3 separate regions of the Ovis aries genome follow, and regions 2 and 3 are each linked to region 1. Evidence: chromatin contacts called from public Hi-C data. All regions are on one chromosome and are shown on one strand. The core of a region is the stretch at or near the end of the contact, and the rest is flanking DNA. Distances in the headings are between cores, read along the strand shown.

The links. A called contact is a pair of places that touch in the nucleus more often than the background predicts.
Region 2: a contact with region 1 is called in a Hi-C map of liver, with 2.2 times the contacts expected there. The contact joins the promoter of RAD51D here to the enhancer-like site in region 1. A contact is called at or near these places in 3 of 16 Hi-C or Micro-C datasets (liver, muscle and tail adipose tissue).
Region 3: a Hi-C map of retroperitoneal adipose tissue shows a contact between it and region 1, with 4 times the contacts expected there. The contact joins two enhancer-like sites. A contact is called at or near these places in 12 of 16 Hi-C or Micro-C datasets (blood, liver, mesenteric adipose tissue and 4 more).

What each region holds. Positions count from the first base shown.
Region 1 is chr11:14,513,540-14,518,089 of ARS-UI_Ramb_v3.0, forward strand. It overlaps LOC101113085 (protein SLFN14), which reads left to right. Exons shown (of 5, transcript XM_042255407.2): 5 at 1,429-4,550. The coding sequence ends at 2,263. Among named protein-coding and RNA genes, the nearest start is that of PEX12, 27 kb to the left of the region's middle. Within about 2 kb of position 2,357, at least 14 of the 54 cell types and tissues checked have an H3K27ac peak or open chromatin away from gene starts, as enhancers often do. A contact at or near this core is called in liver, where this site is marked.
Region 2 is chr11:14,694,509-14,699,058 of ARS-UI_Ramb_v3.0, forward strand. RAD51D (RAD51 paralog D) reads left to right here and starts at 2,376. Exons shown (of 9, transcript XM_042255410.2): 1 at 2,376-2,648; 2 at 2,914-2,975; 3 at 3,166-3,284. The coding sequence starts at 2,567. It overlaps FNDC8 (fibronectin type III domain containing 8), which reads right to left and starts at 824. Exons shown (of 4, transcript XM_004012462.5): 1 at 616-824. The coding sequence starts at 824.
Region 3 is chr11:14,645,788-14,650,337 of ARS-UI_Ramb_v3.0, forward strand. It overlaps UNC45B (unc-45 myosin chaperone B), which reads right to left. Exons shown (of 20, transcript XM_004012459.4): 9 at 4,452-4,550; 10 at 1,268-1,568; 11 at 1-22. Among named protein-coding and RNA genes, the nearest start is that of UNC45B, 16 kb to the right of the region's middle. Within about 2 kb of position 2,649, at least 2 of the 54 cell types and tissues checked have an H3K27ac peak or open chromatin away from gene starts, as enhancers often do.

The sequences.
Region 1 (4,550 bases), core at 1,107-3,606:
AAGAGAACCCCAGGCAAAAGCCAAGTTAAATTGAACAAGTATCGATGAGCACAATGTGAGGGGGATACAGAGATGGCTAAGAATCAGCGCTTTTCTTCAAGAAGTCTACACTGTGCAAACTGAAAGAAAAGAACTTGAATAGTTGTGACTCAGGGGTTTGTGATTCTGGACAAAGGGATTAAAGCCCCAGGGACTACATGTGCAAAATCAGGAAATCTGTAGGGATGGGTGATATGACTTGAATCTAAATTAGAGGAGGCGATAAACAACTAAAAATTTTTAAGTACATATATGCATGTGTATCTATTTATATGATATAATATACTATAAATGAAAATTGAGCTAAGTAAGTAGGATGGTAGCTTCATGGAGGCATAGCCCTGTAGACTTGGTACCCTACCTAACATCCTGACACGTCATGGAACTCAGAAACCTCTCGACGCTTTCCTAACCAAAATCTAGAGAGGCTTCTGGCATTGTACTAAAAATAAGTGGGAAAGGAGGGTTTTCTTTAGAGGAACTTATAGGAGCCCATATTTCTTTTTCATATGAAAATTATGATATGCCTCTAGGCGACTGCTTATCAGCTCTAAAAAAGATAGAAAGTAAAGAAATAGTAGTAACAAGTGTAAATTCATTTTGAGATTTCCCTTAGATATAAGGAATTTATCTTTAGGGATTGTTAAGCAGTAGAAATGGACTGTAGTAGAAATAACAAAATCTTCTACCTGAGTTCATTTTAAAAGTCTCACATGCTGATTTAACTTGATAGCTCCAAGGATTAGGGTTTGCAATATGCATTCTGTCAGGCTTTCTAGGTAGCTCAGTGGTAAAGAATCTGTCTGCCAAGCAGGAGACACGAGTTTGACTCCTGGGTCAGGAAGATCCCCTGAAAAAGGAAATGGCAACCCACTCCAGTATTCTTGCCTGGAAATCCCATGGACAGAGGAGCCCAGCAGGCTATAGTCCATGGGGTCGCAAAAGAGCTGGACGTGACTTAGCGACTGTGCGTGCATGCTAAGTCACTTCAGTCGTGTCCAACTCCATGAGACCCTATGGACTATAGCCCACTAGGCTCCTCTGTCCAAAGGATTCTCCAGGCAAGAATACTGGAGGGGATTGCCATGCCCTCCTCCAGGGGATCTTTCCCGACCCAGGGATGGAACCCCCATCTCTTACATCTCCTGTATTGGCAGGCAGGTTCTTTACCACTAGTGCCACCTGGGAAGCCTGACTTAGTGACTAAACAACAATTGATGTCAGGAGCCTTGTAAGAAGAGCATTTTTGTAGTATTCAGGACACTGCTGAATCAGTGAATCAGCTTCTGGATGAGAGCCAGTCTTGAATGCCAATCCAGAGAGTCATAAATGCATGGCGTTCCTTTCATTTTTATGCCTGAAGCCCTATTCTCTCCTTCCTCCTTACAGCCAGCAAACGACCTGCCGAGCTGTGACCCGGAAAACCTTCATGGGAGGGGAGTTCCCAAAGATCAAGCACATAGTGATGGATGAAACTGAGCATTTCTGCAGTAAATATGGTGACTGGTACATGAAGGCCAAGAGCATCACCCACCCAAAGGTGAGGGGTGCTGGAAGTGAAAACCCACACCATGGGATTCTCTGGCTTTTTCTGGACCCTTTCCAAGTCCATCATGGAGATGGCAACGGCCTTCCGCCTCCATCTGCTCAGTTTCCTCGGAAAACAATCACCAGCGGGATCCACTGTGCTCTGGAAATAGCGATGCTCATGAAAGAAGAAATGAAGAGGATCAAGGAAAACCCTCACCCCAGCGTGTCTCCAGACACACTGGCGGCGTTCAGGGAAGCTTCGTATGAAGAAGCAATGCGTGCCCAGGCTTTGCCTGGGGTGTGTGAGACAGAGACTAACTTGACCACAGAAGAAATTGCGAGACACGTGGCAGAAAGATGTCACCACCTGTTCCAGTGTGGCTATCTGCCCAGAGACATAGCAATTCTGTGCAGGAGAGCAGAGGACAGAGGACGCTATGAGCTTGCACTGCTAAGAGCAATGGAATTATTTGAGACCTGTGGACCCACAAAGGTTGTGTTCAGCCAGGCCTCTGGTGTTCTGGATGGTCACATTGTTTTAGACAGTATTCAGCAGTTTTCAGGCCTGGAGAGGAATATTGTGTTTGGGCTCAGTCCGGAGTATGCCCTGTCAGAGGAAGTTCATAAGCTCTGTTTTGCCTCGAAAGCCATCAAACACCTCTACCTGCTTTATGAAAAGAGGGCAACCTTCTGAAAATTATTTCAAACAGTATAGGAAGGGACAGAGAGCAGAGTCTCCCTGCTCCCCAGCAGGTGGCAGCTTCGCCCTTTCATCTGTCACAAGCGAGGACATCAAGGCTCGGTCAGAATAGCATGGAGCCACAGAACTGCCTCCTGGCACTGGGCCTCCATTTGCGGGGTCACTGGTCTTCCCCACTCCCCTCCACTTCTTCCCTGGGACTTATGATGGGTCCTTTGCCTCTGAGTTTTCTAATCCAATCCAGCTTTCATCTTGTCCAGCCACAGAAAAGTGAAAGTGAAAGTGAAGTCGCTCAGTCGTCTCCGACTCTTTGCGACCCCATAGACTGTAGCCTACGAGACTCCTCCATCCATGGAATTTTCCAGGCAAGAGAACTGGAGTGGGTTGCCGTTTCTTTCTCCAGGGGATCTTCCCAACCCAGGGATCGAAACCGTTTCTCCCGCATTGCAAGCAAATGCTTTTATCACCTGAGCCACCAGGGAAGCCAACAGTCACAGAGGTGCTCCTTACATACAGAACTGATTTTGTGACATCCCTGCTAATGTATCTCCAGGGCGTCCCTGAAGTCTTCAAGCCAAACTAATTTTTAGGGCTTCCCAGGATAACACTCTAACTTACTCGTCGAATGCATCCTTCGTTTTAAGTCCATCTTCCAGTGTTTCTAACCCACCCCCGCCTCACTGGCTTATTTTGGAGGTGGAGTAGGGTGCTCTCCAAGCGTAAGTCCAGGAGAAAGTGTGGATATATGCTTTTGGCTATCATTTCAGATAAAGCCCATCAGCTTTCCAAGAGGCGGGAGAGCAGGTGGGTGGGGCTTAGAAAAGTGCTCTTAGCTGCCTCTCTGAACTGCTTGGGTCACCAAGGCAGCCAGTCTGAACCTGACAGTCGTCAGCTCTCCTTTCCCTGGATTGAACAGAAGCTTCCTCTGCCTCCTGTTGCTCCAACTACCTACTTCTGTTTGCCTTTCCTTGGGGGCTTCAGGGTACTTTTAAGTGGGAGAAAAAAAAATTCCACAATTAGTTAGTTTTCTGTTTTCATTTTTTGGGTTTATTTTTGGCTGCATCGGTTCTTAGTTGCGTCATGCGGAATCCTTCACTGCAGCGCAATGGACTCTCTAGTTGTGGCCCACGGGCTCAGTAGTTGCGGGGCGAAGACTGAGTTGCCCCAAAGAATGTGGGATCTTAGTTCCCAAACCAGAGATCGAACCCACATTTCCTGAAAGGCAGGTTCTTAACTACTGAACCACCAGGGAAGTCCCAGTTAATTCGTTTTTGATGAAGCAAGAGATACGAGTATGTTAACATTTGGAGAACTGAAGGTGTGTGAATGCTCTACAAATAATTTAAAGAGTCAAAAATGCAGGAAGAACTGGGGGATGGAGAGAATGGGGACTGCTAAATTTTAGTCGTAAGCCTCAGCGCCATTTGACTTTCTGGACTTTAAACTATTTGCATACATTGTATAATTTTTGATAAAATAATTTATTTTTAAAAAAGAATCAACTGCTTTAAGGATTGCACGTGAGAGTCTTTGTCAGTACTATGCAGAGAGTTCGGTCAAACTTAAAGTAGAAGGCCTAATCCAGGGGTTCTCAATCCTGGCTGCTCTTTATAACCCTCTGAGGAGTTTATAAAAATATCAGGTACTTCCTTGGTAGTCCAGTGGATAAGACTCAAGCGCTCCCAATGCAGGGAGCCCAGGTTCGATCACCCCTGGTCAGGGAACTAGATCCTACTACGTGCTGAAACTAAGAGTTCATGTGCTGCAAGTGAAGATTCTGCACGCCACACGTGAGACAAGGTGCAGCCAACTAAATAAAAACATAGAAATGAATAAATATTAAAAATAAGCCAAAACAGTCATCAAGTCAGACGTCAGACCAATTACATCAGCATCTCTAGGCATGGGCTTGGACACTTCATAAAAGTTGTCCAAATGACTCCACTATGCCGCCAGGGCTGAGGACTCGTGCACGCTTCCTTCTTCTGGTCTGTTCTTTCTGTCCCCAAGTGTATAGGTACACTTTTCTCTTCCCATTAGATTGTGAGCCCCTTGAGAGTAAGGATGGCACTTACACCTCTTTAGTTCCCCCAAAAGTAACTAGTAGAGTGCCTTGAATATGGCAGGTGCTCATTAATTATTTATTGAATGGACTTGCTCCTTTCAGAAAATCAGAATCTACTGGAACAATGCTTCTAGTCAATAGAATGAATATCTGATTTTGGAGACTTCAGAGAGGTCAGTGTGGAGAATAATTAACACTGCCATAGTGAAGAATTTA
Region 2 (4,550 bases), core at 1,126-3,625, 180 kb after region 1:
TAATAGCCTCAATTCTTGTCTGACAGCCCCCCACCCCAACCACCATACACACACACACACACACACACACACACACACACCCCATGCTGGGAACTCCTTGAAGGTAGAGACTGCTTTCCAGCTCTGCATTCCCAGAACTTAACCTTGGACCAGGTACCTTGTAGGTGCCCAAAGAGTTTTGTGAAATGAAGTGAAGGAAACCCGTGATCACTGAGGAGGAACACAGACCTCAGTCTGAAGGCAGGCAGGCTCCTGGGGGTTGGGGGGAGGACATAACCAGGCTCCTTTCCATGAGCAAAGGAACCATGGCGAGAGGAGAGGGGCTTCATGGTGAGGACCAGACAGGATGATGAGCACCGCCAATCCATCTCCAGTTAATCCCAGAAGGCTTCCCGGAGCTGGAGGCCGGCATGTCTCCAAGAACTGATTTGGGGTTAGGAATCCACAGGCAACCTGCTTACATGCTCCTCCCTGGGAGTCTCGACTGGGATAGGTCAAGGAGTGGCGCCTCTTCAACACCCTCTTCCCTGCGGCGCCCCCGCCCCACCTCCTCAACCCCTCCGCCCATCCAGCTCTGGCCTTAGAAAGCAGAAAAGGACCAGACTCGTGTCTTACGGTAGATTGATGGCACCCTCCTCTAAGAAGTTCACCAAACTGCCCCTCGAGGAAAGTGGGAGGCCTTTGGTCGTGACGGTCCTGTTCATTGACTTGGGGTTTGGAAAGGTCTTCGGCATTTGACTGAGCGCATTCAAGACATTGAGGGTTTCCTTCCTCAGCATGGCCTCCTCCCCATCTCCCACTTTGTAGAATGTCTCTGATGCCATTGAGTTTGTTTGGGACCGCAGCCGGCACCATGCAGGACAACCAAGCTGACAGGAAGCAGAGAGAAACTGGAGGCAGCAGACACACCCTTAGTTGCGGTGGGATGGGGGTGCGATGAGCTGACTTCATAATTATCACAGAGTGTAACAATTAGGGGCTACGCTCCCCCCTGACCGGGGGCTGCTGCAGCCCAGGGCCAACGTCAGGAGCGGGCAGAGCCCCAGAATAGTCGACGACACCACTTGGGCTAAGGCTCCGTGGTTACAGCAGCCCTGCTCTTCTCTGAAGATCTCAAAATGCTCACCACCTGTGCCCTTCTGATCTGCCCTGGGAAGGAGAAGGTGGATGGTGAGACAGTGGCGCCTGGGCGTGGAGGGAGGCAGGCAGTACTGGACGGACTGGGTCCCTGGGAGTGGGACACCTTGACGATAGAATTCTGAGACTTCATATCCAGACATCGGAGGCAGCAAACCCCGTGTCCAGCTGTGTGGGCACCGGGAAAGCTGGGATGGCTCATGGGGTTTAGAGCGCCCACACACCCAGGTTTTACTGCTGGAATTCTAAATTGTCTGACCTCCACTTCAAGTGTCTTCAGGTACTGAGTGACCACAGTGGGTGGTGCAGAGGCATACAGAAATCGGCCAGAGGTTGTTTCTGTTCTCAGGGAAACCATGTCACGGGGAGGAAAACATACACATAACTTTGTGGGGTGAGGAACCCGGCAGCTGTTAAAACAGCAATGGCTTTGCACCTGGGTGGGGATTCGTGAGCTCTTCAGTCCAGCTCTGCCCACAGCTTCCTAGGCTGTGAAGCCTTTGACAAATGACTTCACCTCCGAGCCTCATTTTGCTCATCTGTAAAACAGGGATAAACATAGCACCTACCTCACTAGATGGAGAAGGAAACGGCAACCCACTCCAGTATTCTTGCCTGGAGAATCCCATGGACAGAAGAGCCTGGCCGGCTCGCCAGTTCATGGGGTCGCAAGAGTCAGACCCGACTTAGCGACTAAACCACCACCACCACCACCTCACTAGACTGTGCGGAGCCAACCTTGTAAAGTTGTTTCTTCCAGAGGATGAGGTCCAGCCAAGGACATTTAAAATTCGTATGTGTGTGTGTTTTCTATACACTCAGGGGTTTTATCGTTGTATACGTAAAAATTCTTTTGTTTGGAAACTAGAGAAGCAGATACCCTCTCTGTGCTCTCCTGCGTTTTAGCAGCCATCATAATCTCGGTAATTATCTGATTTATTTGATTTGCTCTTTACTGCCTTCTTTCGCTAACAGGTAGGTCCCTGGGCGTAGGGATGGTCGATCCGATAGAACGTCCTGGCCCAGCGTTCAGAACCGAAAGCTGCACCGGGGGGCGTGGCCCAGGAGAAGGCGGAGGCGCACGCGGGCCGCGACCCTCCGAGCCGGGCGCGTCGACCTCTGCGCTGGGAGCCCGGCTTCGCGCAGCCCGAGCTGTCTCCGCCCCGACCGCCCGGCCCGCGCGTCCGCGCCGCGGCCGGCAGGTGGCGCCGCAGGCCGGGTCCTGGCGCCTGGAAGCCGGAAGCGGCGGCGTGGCCGGGGCGGGCTGGCCCTGGGTGCCCGAGCTCCCGAAGGGTCCGCCTTCTCCGCGCGGTCGCTGCCTCCCGCATTCCTCGCCCGTCCAGAAAGGGGCGCCGGGGGCGGGGTGGGGACGACTGGAGAGGGCCCCACGGATGCCCCTAGGACGAGCGGCCCTAGGCCCCCAGGGAACATGGGCGTGCTCCGGGCGGGACTGTGCCCGGGCCTCACCCAGGACATGGTCCAGCTCTTGAAAAGCGGCGGGATCAAGACAGGTGACCGCGGGCGCGCGCCATTGCGAGCCACAGGGCTGGCCCCGGCACACCCGGAGGGGCCCTTCTCCTCCCTCCTGCGCCCCCGGGGAGCCCGGAAACGCGGGCGGGGGCGAGCCACGCCCCTGGGAGGGTAGAACCCCCCACCGTGTGCCCGCCACCGCGCCGGGTCCCACGGTTCCGCCAGTACGCGCGGGCGCGGGAAAGTCGAGTGCGGACGCCCCGGGCCTCCCTCCCTGCCCATCAACCCCACGTGTTTCGTTTTCAGTGGTGGAGCTGGTTTCTGCAGACCTGGAGGAGGTCGCCCAGAAATGTGGCCTGTCTTACAAGGTGAGCTGATCATCTCCACGCTCCACACCTGGGTGTCTCTAAATGCCCATCCCCGAGCAGAGGGGTTCCTAAGGATTGATAACGGCGGCGTTTGAGACCCTGGGCGGCCCCTTCCTTTGACGGGTCGTTGCCTAAGAACTCTTTGGGGCTGCTGCAGCCCGGATCCTGAGCTGCCCCGCCCCTTCCGCAGGCCCTGGTCGCCTTGAGGCGAGTGCTGCTGGCTCAGTTCTCAGCTTTCCCTTTCAATGGCGCTGATCTCTACGAGGAACTGAAAACCACCACGGCCATCCTGTCCACCGGCATTGGAAGGTTTGTGTGTGTACGTGCGGGACAGTCAGAAGCAGGGCGACCTGACTTCCTCTTGCTGGGCTTTCGATGCTGGAGTCTGGAGCCAGCAGGCCCTTTCAGACAGTGCTGAGGATGGTCAGGACTTCTAAGTTCTCTTACCCTGTAAGAACGTTTCTCATAACTCGTAACTTTGGGGGATGCAGAATTATTGGGGTAGGGGGAACCTGTCCTGCGTGTTTAGTAGGTCATTTGGCAGCTTCCCTGGCCTCTGCCTGCTAGATGCCAGTAGCACCTCCCTTCTCCCCTTGTCTGATAGTCAAAAATATCTCCAGCTGTGATCCCTGGGTGGGTTGGGGGCAAAATCTACACTGGTTGAGAACCACTGAAACACAAGATGTCAGTATTTCATTATTATTCAGCAAATCAGAGCAACTCTTCTCTGGCCCTACCTCCCTGTCCACTTAAGGATGGATGGGGCAAGAGAGTGTGGCAGGACTAGGTTAAGTACCAGCCATTGACTTGTAGTAGATTATACAGTGGAACACTGAAGAACTGATGCCTTCAAACTGTGGTGCTTGGAGAAGACTCCTGAAAGTCCCTTGGACAGCAAGGAGATCAAACCAGTCAATCTTAAGGGAAATTAACCCTGAATACTCATTGGAGGGACCGATGCTGAAGCTGAAAGTCCTGTATTTTGGTCATCTGATGCAAACACTTGACTCATTGGAAAAGTCCCTGATTCTGGGAAAGGTTGAGGGCAGAAGGAAAAGAGGGCATCAGAGGATGAGATGCTGGGATGACATCACCAATGGAATGAACATGAACTTGGGCAAACTTCCGGAGACGATGAAGGACAGGAAGGCCTGGCATGCTGCAGTCCATGGGGTCGCAAAGAGTTGGACACAACTGGACAACTGAACAACAGCAAGGTTATACAATAGGTTGTATAATCTCTTCGTGATCCTGTGAGTTGGTGATTATTAACCCCACTTGAGTTTAGCACAAGAGGAACTAGGGGCAGTGGTGGGGCTCCAGCCCTGGGGTACTTGTTCCTGAACTTGGTTCACTCCTTGTACGCTGCAGCAGAAAGGGGTGAGAGTAGTTTCCTTCTGCAGTGTTTGGAGAGAGAAAGAGTTGGAAGAAAACAGGCGGCTTCTGGCCAAGGGAGGCTGACCTCTTCCCTGGCCTGTTTGTGCGGAATTTGATAAAGAACTCTGCCACCACAAAGGTCTTTGGATCGGCTTGGCCCTCGCTGTTTCCAAAACACGCTGTCTTGGCAGGGTTCAC
Region 3 (4,550 bases), core at 1,399-3,898, 130 kb after region 1:
CCGAGCCGAGTTTACAGAGTCCCTGGGGAGGAGGAGAGGATTGTAGGATTAAAGACACCAGGCTTGGGGACCAGGCCCTGCTCAGACACGTCCCTGAGGCTGGAATATTTTGCCCCCTTGCTTTGCCTGGATCAACCTCTCTGCATTCTACAGAACTCTGGTCAGGTGGCACCTCTCCCAGAATGCCTTCCCTGAGGCTTCCAGGTTAGAGTGAATGCCCACAAAGCTGGAGGCTTTTACTCTACCCCTTGCCCTCTGCTCACTATTTTGTCCCCATAGGTGCTTCGTGTCGTGTCATTTTGAAAAACACTAGGATGATACTAGTGTTAGTCACTCAGTCGTATCCGACTCTTTCCAACCCCATGAACTGTACCCACCAGGCTCCTCTGTCCATGGAATTCTCCAGGCAAGAATACTGGAGTGTGTAGCCATTCCCTACTCCAGGAGATATTCCTGACCTAGGGATTGAACCTGGGTCTCCTGCCTTGCGGGCAGATTCTTCACCATCTGAACCACTAGGGAAGCCCAAATATTAACACAACAGAAACCTCGGTGATAAAACTTACGGCACAAAACCTGGTCATGAAATCACTTTGGTGGGGGAAGATTCAGATGTGCAGATTTTTACCCAGGAAAAACTGGACTCTTGCTGGGGAAAACAAAAGTCTGTCTTCCATAAGAGAAAACTCACAATGGTAGAAGCTAAAATCAGTTTTTTTTAAAAACTGATATAAACCAAAAAAGAAAAACAGATCAATGACTCAAATCTTCACTGTAATTGTTGACAAGAAAAAGGTCAATGAAAGTGATTTCTATATAATGAAAATGGGAAAAAATGCAATAGGTTTAACTGTGCTATATAGAAACCAAGTAAGAAAACTGAGTTTTTGGAGTCTGCACTGAAAGTACTTGCTGGACAAAGGCTCATCAGTGTTTGAGTCATTCAATGGCGTCGAGCAGGGACTTGTTGGTGATCCAATGGTTAAGACTCTGCTCCCAATGCACGGGGCATTTGATCATTGTTGGGGGAACTAAGATCCTGCATACCCCATGGTAAAAAAAAAAATTAAGGAGACAGTCATTATACAGCATGGTTTCCCATCCTGAATCCACATTCTCACAGTCTTCTGCTTACCACCCTGCTCTGCAGAGGCCTGTGGGTGGGTCTGGGTGCCTACAGCTTGGTTTCCTCAAAGACAGGGGCCACATCCCATTCATTCTGGCATCCCTGGTACCTGGTGCAGGGTCTGGTACCCAGCCCACTCACCACCAGTGCGCGGATCTTGATCTTCTCGTTTTTGGTGGTCTTGTAGATCTCTTTGAGCAGTGACACACCATTGGTGATGATGAAGGTGGCGCGGCTGAGCTTGGTGGAGGCGTGGATGAGGGCCTCCACGGCCACCAGCTGGTCCGTCTCACGCTCCGAGCCGCACAGCGCCACCATCATCTCCATCACACCTTTCAGTCCCAGCAGCTGATTGCCCAGGTCAAAGGGGCCCTGCAGGATCCCCGACACCGTCTGGATGGCAATCACGTTCTTGTCCATGTCCTGGGGGTCAAACGTGCCCCTAAAATGGAAGGCCAGTGTGGTCAGGGGAGTGGGAGATTCTGGGGCAGGCAGATTTGGTTGTGCATCCTAGATCCACAACTCATATGCTTTGTGGCCTAAGGCAAGTCACTGAACCTCTCTGAGCCTCAGCTCTTGATCTGGACACTGAGGATAGCACTACTGCTTCTCAGAGTTATGATGAGGATAGATGACAAAACGGATGTGCCAGGCATTGTGTTCCTCAAGAGTCCCACCCAGATGAGGACTGACACTTAGGACATTTGTTAGGGAGAGAGCTCGGGATCAACACCTGTTGGGAAAGGGAAGAAATCAGGACTGGATGGAAGGAGGCGCTGGACTACGATGCAGTCATGACGAAGCCTCAGCTTGCAAAGAGTTCCAGAGCTGAGAAACCATTCAAAGTTGTTCCAGGTTGGAGAGAGGGACGAACCACTGGGTGCTGGCTGCCCTGGGAAGGTGAATAGCTGTCCTTAGCTGAACCAAGTCCCCAAAGAGAGGTGACAGGTGAGAGCTGTCAGCCAAGAGGCTTCCCAGAAGCTGGGATGTCTGGTGGGACAGGACAGCAGAAAGGGCTACCAGGGTGGCTGGCACACCACCTGCCTCTCTGACGCGGCTGAATCATGACGCCGCCTGGCCCAGCCGCTCCCCTGTCTGGTCCTAGACTTTCTCCCGTTGAGTTAGGGGGAGGGGTTGGACTAGAAGAGCTGGAAGGTTCTGTGTTGCTTTCAAAATCCACTATCATCTACTCTACAGGAAGACCTCTGTCTGGGGACACCCGATCCTTCTGAGATCTGCCCAGGTTTGTTCGTTGTGGGGGATCAGGGCAGATGTACACAGTGTAAAAGCAGAGGGGTATAAGTGAAAGGAGAGCATGGCGCAGGAGTCAGAGACCTGGGCTCCGGTCCCACCTCTGCCTCTGGCTGGGCGAGTGGGTGAGTCCTTCTGGGGGAGAGGGGCAGGCTTTGGGAGCTCCGAGAGCCCCTCCAGCCCAGAGTCCATGCCCTGTGCTTCATCTTCCTGCTTGGTGCTGGGGCACCCAGAGCCCTTCCTGGTTGTGGCCTCTGTGCCCCAACTAGCCCTGGTGCTCTCGAGCCTGAGAGCTGCACTACTGAGGAGCCCCACAAGGAGGAGCCCAGGCTTCACAGCTAGAGAGCAGCCCCGCCTGCAGGAACTAGAGAAAGCCCGCACGCAGCACCGAAGACCCGGAGAAGCCATGAACAAATAATTTAAAAAAATAATAAGGAGTTGAGGTCTGCCCTTTAAACCAATGCCAGCTGGCATCTGAACTTCCACCCAGCCCCTGGCTCCTGACAAAGCACCCCCAGGGGGTGGGAGGTGGCAGCCTCAGGCTCCACTTGTTGAAGGTGGTAACCCCCCCCCCCCCCCCGCCCCCCCCGACTCAGTGTCAGGTGACCACAGAGGCAGCATTCACAGGCAAACCGCTATCCAAACTTAACTGGCTGGGAGATAGTTACTGGAACTCAGCTCGGGCCTTCATGAAAGACTCAAGTTAGCTGCAAACACTGAAGCTGAGGTAGAAAAAGACCACTGAGAAGCCCTGAGGAGCGTTAAAAGTGACTCAAAGTCGGGATCAGGAGAAACGATGGGATTGAGCCAACTTTGCTGGGCCCCGGATCCAGGAAGCTGAGAACATTTTTTACATTTTAAAGTAGTTTTGTTTATTTTCTTTTTCATTGTGTTAGAGACCTACATGTTTCATAAAACCTAAACGCACTCTCTGGCCCTTTACAGGAAAAGTGTGTCAACCCCTGGAATAGAGAAAGGAAAGCGGAGTGAAGGGAGAGTTTCCACCCTCCCAAGACTCCCCTAGTGCTTTTAAAACGTGCAGCTTCCTGAGCCACAACCCAGACTACTGAGTCCCAGAAATCTGAACAGTTTCCAAGTTTGAGGATTATTGGAGTAAAGGAAAAGAGAAGCCAGCTACCATAAGCAGAGATCCACATGGGGAGGAACCGTGGCTTCCACCCAAGAGCGAGCACCAATGTGCCAGCCACTTTAATGCAACGTCTTGGAAGGTCTCCCAGCCCCGGTCCAGCCTTCGGATGACAGTAGTCCAGGACAACATGTGGCTAATGTGTAAGCCCCAAAGCCAGAACCCCCCAGCCGAACCTCTGCCAAATTGCTGTCCTATTGTGAGATAATAAATTACGTTTCTTGTTTTACACTGCTAAATCTGACTGATACAGAGCCTGACTGAAATGGAGCAGGACCTATGGTCCTGCCTTTGGTCTGTGGAAAAACTCTAGCCGAACAACAAATTTAATCAGAGAAGTGAGAAAATGCAGTCACAAAGGAAAACAGTCAAATGAAACCAAATAATAATAGTTTAGTCATTAAGCTAAGTCAAGGGTTTAGTTTCTCCTCAAGGGTCACAGATAATATTCTGAGCCATATCCTGTGAGCTGTCTTAAAGATACTGAAACCCTCGCCAGGTGGAAGAGGTCAATTACGTGATGACTGGACTGTGGCCGTGATAAATGCTGCCACGGTTCTGAGAACTGGCCTCAAAGAAACAGGAACAAACTGACCCTAAAGACTAACTGGACTGAGCAAGATGATGCTGGTCAGACCGCTGATGACCAGTTTCCAGGTGACTGCCAGAGCTGACTGTGCCGTTTCTATGTGTAGCACCCCTCCTTCCATCTCTAAAAATTCTTGCCCGCTGACTGTCAGCAGGGTGGTGGTGGGGAGGGAGGGGAGGTCAGCCTTTGGACAGGAGTCCACCCTCCCCTCCACCCCCAGGTTGCCAGCCTCTGAAGTAAAGCAAGCTTTCCTTCCCACCAGCCTTGCCTCTTTATTGGCTTTCGAAAGGCCAACAGCCAGACCCCCACTTGGTTACACGACCCTCCGGGAGACTCACGTGATGTACTCCTCGCAGATCTTGCGGAAGTGGTCGCGCTCGGGGTCACAGCGCAGGTCGTCATAGAGCTTGTTGATGAGGATCGAGGCCAGCATGCGG